Regions from separate parts of the Hordeum vulgare genome. Here region 2 is linked to region 1. Evidence: chromatin contacts called from public Hi-C data. All regions are on one chromosome and are shown on one strand. The core of a region is the stretch at or near the end of the contact, and the rest is flanking DNA. Distances in the headings are between cores, read along the strand shown. Region 1 has its middle 330 kb from the start of LOC123438304. Region 2 has its middle 66 kb from the start of LOC123411435.

Region 1 (5,245 bases), core at 951-3,450:
AATGTTCTTGTTTTTTCAAAAAATTCTAATCAAACTTCCATAAATTGTTCAAGTTTTCATAAAAAATGTGCACAAATGCAAAAAAATTCACCTTTTCAATTTTGTTCTCGAATTCAACATTGCTTGCAATTTTTAAGAAATGTTATCCGAATCTCCATGGTACTGTGTGTTCTTACAATGTTTTGAACTAAAATGTTCAATAGGTGTTGTGTGATGGAGTGGCCGTGGCTGGTGGTTGGATTATGAGCTCGCGAGTTGGACTCCGGAGGGTCAAAACAACTAGCGGGTTGGTGGACCGGCCCAGCAGTGCATCGCCCCTATGCGTGCGAGCGAGAACCTATCCCACAATGCGGCGGGTAGGAGCTCCCACATAGGAGGTCCCCTCACTGTTGGCTAACAAACAAGGGGAGCTCCTATCATCGCATTATGTGGAAAACAGACTCCTCTTTGCGAGGGTGCGTCCGTATGAGCCGACCCTTTTGAGTTGAATGAACCGAGCTGTCTGGCGAAAAAAAAACATTACAACGGGTTGTTCGGCCTTCCTAGCAGTGCATCGCCCCTATGCGTGTGAGCGAGAACGTGCCGCAGAGAGCGACAGGTAGGAGCTCCCACGTAGGAGGTCCCCCTCACTGTTGGCTGACAAACAAGGGGAGCTCCTATTCACCGTATTATGTAGCAAGCAGACCCCCTTTGCATAGGACGCGTCCGTATGGACTGGCCCATTTTCGAGTTGAACGAACCAAGCTGCCTCGCAAAAAAAGAAAAATAACATTGTGTCGCGCATGCTGGGATTCTAACTAGAGACTTCGTGCTTGTGCATGAGTCCAGCTAATGAGCAGAGCAAACTATAAAGTCCTAAATTTTGCGGTTTAAACTGAACATTACTTAAAAAATGCAAATCATGCTTCAAATTCCAAACAGTTTAATTTAGTTAGGAATATTTTGAAACAAATGTGAATAAATTTTAAAATTTCACATTATCTTTTCAAACTATGAATAAATTTTGAACTTTCCATTTTTTTGTAAATGTGAACATTTTTCCAATTTGTAAACAACACTAAAAAAATGGACATCATTTGAAATTATAAAGAATCTATTTAAAACAAAAAAAATCAATTTTTCAGAAAATTGTTTTACACGTGAACTTTTTCCAAAATTCCAAAACAAGTTTGAAAATGTGAACATTTTTGAATTTGTGAAAAATATAAAAATGGGGACAAAATGTTAGAATCGGAACAAAATTTTAGAATAAGAACAATTGGAAAATCCTAATTTTTTGGGAAATGCGAACATCTTCTATATATTGAACACAAATCGAAACCCAAACTTTTTTCAAAACTTTCGAATATTTTTTGAATTGATTAAATAATTATAAAAGAGAAACAACTTTTGAATACATGCACAAAAAATTTCAAAACAACAACATTTTTAAATTTTCTGAGAAAATTAAGATTTGAAATCCCGCTCAATTTTTGAAAAGTTCTGAAAATATTGAACGAAAAACTTCTGAACAAATTTTGGAAAATAAGAAAAAATATTGAAATGCACAAAGAATTTCTTAAAAACACAAACATTATTTGAATTTATTGACAATTTTTGAATACATTACCATTTTAAAAAGAGTAGAACTTTATTTTGGATAAAGATTGAAAATTACGTATTTCAAACATTTTTTAAGATCTCAACCTTTTTCAAATTTGTGAACAAAACCTTCTATCAGATAGGTATTTTGAAATTCTAAACATGTTTTTCAATTTACGAACATTATTGAAATTTGGGAACAAAATTTGAAAACAAGAACATTTTTCTAAAAGTTTTTTTTGAGAAACGCAGAACATTTTTGAAACTTGGAAAAAATAAAGAAAACACTTGAAAAAGGTTAAAAATAAGATAGAAAGAAAAAGAAAAATAGAAAATGAAGAAAAGAAAAATAGGAAAAAGAAATAGAAGAAGGAAAAGAAAAGAAAAAACGGTTCAGGAATCTCCTAGAAGGTTCACAAAACCAGAAAACCGGCGGGGAACCATCTAGTAGTTTACTAAAACCGAAATCGAACAAACGTTCAAAGGTTTTAACGGACAGGCCCATCCAGGCGTCACCCGACAACTTTCCGCAACAAATGGCAAATAAGAATTTCCGACAAACAACATGGCGACTGTATCAGGAGCTCCTATGCGTCGCGCATTGCCGCAAGTAGTCAGTCAGACGCATAGGGGTAGCGCCCCCAACTAGACCAGCCCATCTTCGGCTCGCCCGCAAGTCAGCGGGTCCAATTTTTTTTGTTTGAAAAAAATCTAGTAGTAGTTTTTCTACTTTTTGCAATTTCGGTTTTTTCTCGAATTTTGGAACATTTTTTTCAAATTTCGGAATATTTTTTCAAATTTTAGAACATTTTTCTTGAAAAATCCGAAATATTTAAATAAAAATTCCAGCACATTTTAGCAAATTGTGGAACATTTTTTCAAATTCCGAAAGAAAATCAAATTTCAAATCATTTTTTTAATTCCGGAACATTTTTCAAATTTCAAAACATTTTTCAAATTCCAGAACATTGTTTGATACATGGTCGACATTTTTCTAGGCACTTTTTAACATTTAGATAATGGTTGATTAGCATTTTAATTGCAAGATTAAATTTGTTAAACATGATTAACATTTGTTAAACATGACTAACATTCTTTTGTATATGCATTTAACATTTGAAAGGAAAACGCTTAGTATCAACCTGTGGATTTTTACTCGTGCATGTGCCATCTTGGAGAAGCAATTCATATTCTTTGTGTATACCTTCTTTCCTTCCCGAATCATCAAGCATCTTCCATTATGCTACATGATCGGAGATGTTAGCTATCATAAAGACACCCACGAGTAGATCCAACCCGTGTCCATCGGCCACGGCCACGAAGGTAGCATGCTAGCATACATGGCCATGCAGGGCCGGTTCATACATTTCAGAGGCCCTGGGGCGAGATAACAAAATGGGGTCCTTGTAGATAGATAAAAATTTGAAATTTATCATATTTCAACAGCAATTCAGTAATCAGTACATAGTATAGATCAATGGTCTTTGAACAGGGACAATGAAACGCACGCCACATGTTATTTATTTGTAATAATCTAGAGAAGTACAACATAGTAGTACGGAAACAATATAGTTGTACAAAAGACCACTCTTCTAAGTGGCACAAAGAGACCATCATTTCATCAATTGATCTGCAAAACAAAAACCCATGTCAAAACTGGTAGCAAACTTAGCACTTCATGTTTACATTGATGTTCAGATCTACGAAACTTACATTGGTTTCTAGCCTCCCCAATCTGCATGTTCTTCACTTCATGTCTTCACCCGGAAATTTTTTCTCTAAGGCTTCCTGCATAAGGCACAACAAAGCAAGCTTAGCACTTCATGTTTATACTATGAAGATATGATCTTGGTGTTTCTTCTAACACTTCGAGAAGCAAAGTCATCAATAATCACATCAACATTTATTTCATCCAGTTTATCTTCTCAATGCGTAAAGTAGCAAGACCATTCAATCTTTCCTATGACATTGTTGATTTCAAATAATTTTCAATAGCTTCAACTTTGAGAAACTACGTTGAGCTGATGCTACAGTGACTGGTACAGTAAATAAAATTCGATAAGCTATTAATATATTTGGAAAACAACCTATGTCTCTAACATACTCAAAAATCTCCATAGCACGCAATGGCACATCAGAATCTGCTAAAGTCATTTGCAACATTCATAATTCTGAAAAGAGCTCATCTAATTCAACACCACCTCGAGAAAAACGCTTCTACAAATTTAGCACAACATTTGCGTAATTCAACATCATTCAACGTCTTCAAATCTTTCGAGTTAAGTAAAAAGCCAAATATACTTTGGAACACTTTAAGTTCTTCAAATGTGTTTTTTAGAGATACTTTTTGCAACATCAACCATAACTAAGAAGTAATTAACTTCAAACGCCTTCCCGGCTAATAGAACTTCTTCAACATTATCAGGTTCATCAAATTGCTTCTTCCTAGTAACATTACGTTTTACTAGAAACGATGGATATATTTCCATTTCTGATGCAAGTCCTTTCGCAATCGTTAAACTAGATGCAAATCCTTCATTTCTGTAATTTTCAAAAAAAAGCATCATTCCTTCAATTTGCTGCAAAGTAGAGTCAACACACATGGTCACAGACTGCAACTTTTTGCTCACCGTGTTCACAACAAATAAAATGTCATGACAAATGACCATGCCTAGTAAAATGTCATGCAAAAATATATTCTCTTCTCTTAGAGGCCCCTTCTCTACCAAAATATGCCTAGCTTTATCATCCAAATTATTCCAGTGTCGTGGATCTAAGATATCAGCAGTAAAAGGTTGTTGTTCACCAACACTTGGAATTTGTTAATTTGTTGAATCAGCTAGATTTTCATGCTCCCTAAGATTAATTTCATCCTCGTTGGTTACATAATCTTCATCTAAATTTTCAGTTTGCTGCTCTTCAACAGTCACTATGGCCAATTGCAAGGAGTTCCTAGAAGAACTAACTATTCTATTTTTTAATTGAACCTTTCTCGGATTCTATTAGTTCATCTCTGTATTTTTTCTCTTCCTTTTCTCACTACCAGATAAACATTTTCTAAAGACATGTCACCAATCAATTTGCAAAAAAAAGAGTCAATACAGGGAACAAAAGCACCTGGATATGGGCTCGATGTGAAATTGTCGATGTGAAATCTTCCCTGTGCTCCCTACACTCTCTATGTATCAAGAATAAATCAGTTTTCGTAGAGGAGTAGAGGACTAAGTAGCAGAGAAAATGAGAAATGGCAACCTGCTTGCTCCAGCCTCCAGAGATGCACCTGCGCAGGCCCTGCCCCTGCACCGGCGAGTAGAGAAGGGGCCCTGCCTCGAATCTGGACTCTGGAGGAGGGGCTCTCCACCGGCGAGTAGAAAAGGGGCTCTCCACCGCCACATGCCATGCACCGGCGAGTAGAGAAGGCGATGTCCTTTCCAGTTCCCCTGCTCCCAAATTCCGAATCCGAAGGAGGAGTCTCTCAGCTATTTAACATCAAATCTGCAGGACTGCGGGATTGGGGAAGGAGGGAGAAGATTGGGGAAGGGAAATCACCATTGGTCTCCATTAATGGCGGCACGGGATCGACGGCCTTGTCGCCTCGAATCACGCGCGGGACTACGGGAGTCGCGGCGTTGTTCCTCGAATCTGGACTCTGGAGGCGAGGCGA
Region 2 (5,245 bases), core at 1,790-4,289, 630 kb before region 1:
TTTTCCATATTATACTTTCAGATTTGTAAACCAAAAATATATTGCTGCCATTTATTGAATTTTGTTTTACTTTTTGTTCTAGCAATCTTTTATATCTATCTCCATCACATCTCATCCTTGCAAATAAACGTGAAGGGATTGACAACCCCTTTTTAGCGTGGGGTGCAAGTGTTTGATTGTTTGTGTAGGTGCGAAGATTGGGGCCTTGCTTGTTTCTCCTACTAGATTTATACCTTGGTTCTCAATGAACTGAGGGAAATACTTATCTACTTTGTTGCATCACCATTTCCTCTTCAAGGGAAAACCAACACAAGCTCAAGAAGGCATGGATATCGTTATTTTCTCAACTTCATCGATGACATAAGTAGATATGGTTATATTTACTTAATGAAACACAAGTCTGACACGTTTGAAAAGCTCAAGCACTTTTAGAGTGAAGTTGAGAATCATTGTAACAAGAATATTAAATTCCTACGATCTGATCGAGGAGGAGAAAATCTGAGTTATGAGTTTGGCAATCACCTAAGACAATGTCGAATTGTTTCGCTGTTGACGCCACCTGGAACACCACAACATAATGGTGTATCCGAAATCGAACCTTATTGGATATGGCGTGTTCTATGATGTCTCTTGCCAATTTGCCACTATCATTTTGGGGTTATGTGTTAGAGACAACTGCATTCACTTTAAATAGGGCATCATCTAAATCCGTTGAGACGACGACATATGAACTATGATTTGGCAAGAAACCAAAGTTGTCGTTTCTTAAAGATTGGGGATGCGATGCTTATGTCAAAAATCTTCAGCCGGAAAAGCTTGAATCCAAAGTGGAGAAATGCATCTTCATAGGATACCCCAAAAGAGACGGTTGGGTATACCTTCTATCTCAGATCCGAAGGCAAAGTGTTTGTCGCTAAAAATAGAACATTTCGCGAGAAAGAGTTTCTGTGGAATGAATTGAGTGGGAGGAAGATAGAACTTGATGAGGTTGTTGAACCTTTACTTCAACCAAAGAGTGGCGCACCGTAGAAAGATGTTTCTGCGGAGCATACATCAATTGAAGATGAAGCTAATGATGATGATTGTGGAGCTTCAGATCAAGTTACTATCGAACCTCGTAGGTCGACAAGGGCACACATTGCTCGTGAGTGGTACGGTAACCCTGTCTTAACGGTCATGTTGTTGGACAACAATGAACCTACGAGCTATGAAGAAGTGATGGTGGGCCCGAATTCCAACAAATAGTTAGAGGCCATGAAACCCGAGATAGGATCCATGTATGAAAACAAAGTATGGACTTTGGAAGTATTACTAGAAGGGCTAAAGGCCCTTTAGAATAAATGAATCTTTAAGAACAAGACGGACGCGGGTGGTAATGTCATCGTCTATAAAGCTCGACTTGTGGCAAAAGGTTTTTCACAGGTTCAAGGAGCTGACTACGATGATACTATCTCACCTATAGCGATGCTTAAGTCTGTCAAAATCATGTTAGCAGCAGCCGCATTTTTCGATTATGAAATTTGGCAGATGGATGTCAAAACATCATTTCTTAATGGTTTCCTTAAGGAAGTGTGGTATATGATGCAACCGGAAGGTTTTGTCGATCCACAGAATACTGACAAGTATGCAAGCTCCAGCGATCCACTTATGGACTAGTGCAAGAATCTCGGAGTTGGAATCAGCGCTTTGATGAGGTGATCAAAGCATTTAGCTTTATACAAGTTTTGGACAAGCTTGTATTTACAAGAAAGTGAGTGGGAGCTCTATAGCGTTTCAAATATTATATGTGGATGACATATTACTAATTGGAAACAATATAGATTTTTTGGGAAGCGTAAAGAAATATTTGACCAAGAGTTTTTCAATGAAGGACCTAGGAGAAGAGCTATCATATTAGGCATCAAGATAATAGAGATAGATCAATACGCCTAATAGGACTTTCACACAACACATAACTTGACAAATCAGCCGGAATTTGAAATGTTTTTCTAGATTATTGAAAAAATGTTCCGGAATTTGAAAAAATGCTCTGGAATTTTAAAACAAAATCTGAATTGCTAATCGAAATATTTCTTATTTTACAAAAAAATGTTCCGAAATTTGAAAAAATGTTCCGGAAATCGGAAAGTATTCTCGCATTTGAAAAAACGTTCTAGAATTTGAAAAAATAGAAAAACAATTATTAGAATTATTTCAAACAACAAAATAAGCTGGGTCACAATGTTATTATTTTCACATTTGTATAAAAAATCATATTTTACGAAAAATCTTTTGTTTTATTAAATTGTTCACAAATGGAAAACTTGTTCAAATTTTGTTCACCAATTCTGAAAATATTCATTATTTTAAAATGTTCGGGGATTTTAGAAAATATTCTTCATTTTCTAAAAAAAGGTTTTCCTTTTCAAAAAATGTACGTAAGTTCAAAAAATGATCTGTTTCAAAAAGTGTACATAAGTTCATTTAATGTTAACCGCTTGAATAATTATTCACAACTTTTCAGAAATGTTTGTGTTTCCAACAAAAATCTCGTATTAGAAAACTGCACAACTTTTCAAAAGATGTTCCCGTTTGCAAAAAGGTACATTTTGCAAAAGATGAACGTTTTCCAAAAGAATGGTCAAAATAATTCTTTTTTTTTCAAAAATTGCACATTTTTGTAGCTTCTGAACATTTTACGGAATTTTGATTTTTTTTTTCTGAAGAACAAGAAACAGAAGAATAAGTAAATAAAATGAGTAGCATAAAAACTGAAAAAGAAAAGGAGAAAAGGAATCAAAAAAAGGAAAAGAAATAAACTAAAAAGAAACTAAAAAGAAACAAAAAAATAATAAATTAAAAAAACAGAAAAATCCCTATAAATACTAGTTTAAGATCCTTCTAGAAGGTTTCCAAAACCGGTTACGAACCTTCTAGAAAGGTCCAAAAATCGGACGGTGTACCTTGTGCGTTCTCACGCAATTGGGCCGGTCCATTTCGATTGCCTGTTGGTTCGTCTTTGTACGAATGGTTGACACCGTGCCGCAATGAGCGATGTATAGGACGTCCCGCTCCTACCTACCGTTCGTTGCAACAGAGACGAGCTGCAAGGCACAGGGGCTCTCCCCAACTAGGCCGGTCCAGCTTATTTTTTGTTAAATCCAATTTTTCTATTTTTTTTTCTTTTTCTGCTTATTTCCTTTTTTTGTTAGCTTTTCTTTCTTTTTTGCTTTTCTTTTCGTATTTTAAGAAAAAACCATTTCTTGAATATGTAGAAAAATTTGAAAGCGCGAATAAATTTTTAAAGCACGAATATTATATTAATTTTGAGAACAAATTAAGAAACCGAGAACAATTTTGAGAAATCTTGAACAAATTTTGGAGCGCGAACAATTTTTTAAAGTACGAACATTATTTCAATCTTGCGAACAAAATTTTCAAAATAAAAACAATTTAAAAAAATTCGAACAAATTTGAAAGCGCAAACATTTTTCGAATTTTGAGAACAAATTTGAAACTGAGAACAATTATGAAAAACCGTGAAGAAATATGGAAGCGCGAACAATTTTTTAAAGCTTGAATATTTTTTGAAACTTGATAACAAAATTTTGAAAGGGAGATAAATTTTTTAAAGCACATTTTTTTAATTTTGAGAACAAATTTTAAAACTGAGAACAATTTTAAAAATCATGTACAAATTTGGAAGTGCGAACCTTTTTTTAAAGCACGATTTTTTTTTAAATCTTGAGAACAAAATTTGGAACAGAAGAACAATTTTGAAAAAGTCCCGAACAAATTTGAAAGCGCGAACAAATTTTTAAAGCACAAACATTTTTTGAATTATGAGAACAAATTTAGAAACCGAGAACAATTTTGAAAAATCCTGAACAAATTTGGAAGCACGGACAATTTCTTGAATCTTGAGAACAAAATTTTGAAACGGAAAAGAATTTTTAAAAATCCTGAACAAATTTGGAAATGCAAACAAGTTTGAACATTTTTTAAAACAAAAAACAAATTTATAAAGCATTAACATTTTTTGAATCTTGAGAACAAATTTAAAAAATGAGAACAATTTTGAAAAATCGTAAGCAAATTTGGAGGCGCGAGCAATTTTTTAAACATTTGTCAAACATTTTTAAGTCGAGATTTTTTTTAAAGAAGGAACAATTTTTAAACATTTTACAATTTGAAGAATAATTTCTGAAAACCAGAACATTTTTGGAAAATCCAGAACTTTAGAAGATCTCCCTCATTGTTACCCCCCCAAAAAAGCTCGTGTGCTTGCCACCCCTATCACATGTCATGATGTTGCAAGTATGAGTTTTTATTACCCGCTGCACCGGACGAGACCTCACTTGCAGCACACTTAGATGTGTGATTGTGGTATTGTTTTTATGGGGGACAATCGCGTTTTGTGATTCATCCGATGATGATGCGATGAATGCAATGATGGGTCTTGTAACATGACAGTTCATGTTGTCAACAACATACAGGTATCTTGATGGCGGCAATTTTCATTATGGGTCATGTTGCACGGAGATTTGCAACATTGGTCATGTTTCACAGAAGTTGCGATGGCTACAATTTTCTCTCTCACAATGACTCAATTCAATAGGGGTCATGTTGCAAACCGTGAGCGCAATATGGCTCATGTTGCAAAGCAATTGTCTTTATAAATCTTCAAGCACAACATGATTTATATTGCAAACCTTCAAGTGCAATATGGCTCATGTTGCACCCACTTGTCGACTCCATGGGGTGTCTCCGTAGATCACAATAACTCGCGACTCACCAACATGAGTCAGTTTCGCTCGTCCTTTTCCATTTCTTAAATTATATGACCATTAATTTGGAAATTCATGTTTTTCAAACTTTGTCAAAAATAATATTTTTTTGAACATTTTTCAAATTTGCGAATATTTTTTGTACTTCATGGATATTTTTTATACTTCACGGAGGTTGTTTAGACTCATGACCATTTTTAAAATTTGAAAATATTTTGAATCTTGAACATTTGTTTCAAGTTCATGAATAATCTATGAGTTCGTTATTTTTTTCATATTCATGAAGATTTTTCGAATTCACTAACATTTTTAAAATTTGCAAACACTACTTCCAAATTTGTAATTACAATTTTCATATTCCTTAACATATTTAAAGTTTGCAAACACTACTTCCAAATTTGTAATTATAGTTTTCATATTCCTGAATATATTTTCAATTAAGATTTTCTTTTTCAATTCGTGAACACTTTTTTGAACCC

The links. Hi-C and Micro-C count contacts between places; a contact is called where the count stands out from the background.
Region 2: a contact with region 1 is called in a Hi-C map of leaf, with 2.9 times the contacts expected there. The contact joins two enhancer-like sites. A contact is called at or near these places in 2 of 6 Hi-C or Micro-C datasets (leaf and seedling).

What each region holds. Positions count from the first base shown.
Region 1 is chr1H:373,381,691-373,386,935 of MorexV3_pseudomolecules_assembly, reverse strand. No RefSeq gene overlaps it. Among protein-coding and RNA genes, the nearest start is that of LOC123438304, 330 kb to the right of the region's middle. Within about 2 kb of position 2,200, at least 3 of the 3 cell types and tissues checked have open chromatin away from gene starts, as enhancers often do. A contact at or near this core is called in leaf and seedling, where this site is marked.
Region 2 is chr1H:374,008,900-374,014,144 of MorexV3_pseudomolecules_assembly, reverse strand. No RefSeq gene overlaps it. Among protein-coding and RNA genes, the nearest start is that of LOC123411435, 66 kb to the left of the region's middle. Within about 2 kb of position 3,039, at least 3 of the 3 cell types and tissues checked have open chromatin away from gene starts, as enhancers often do. A contact at or near this core is called in leaf and seedling, where this site is marked.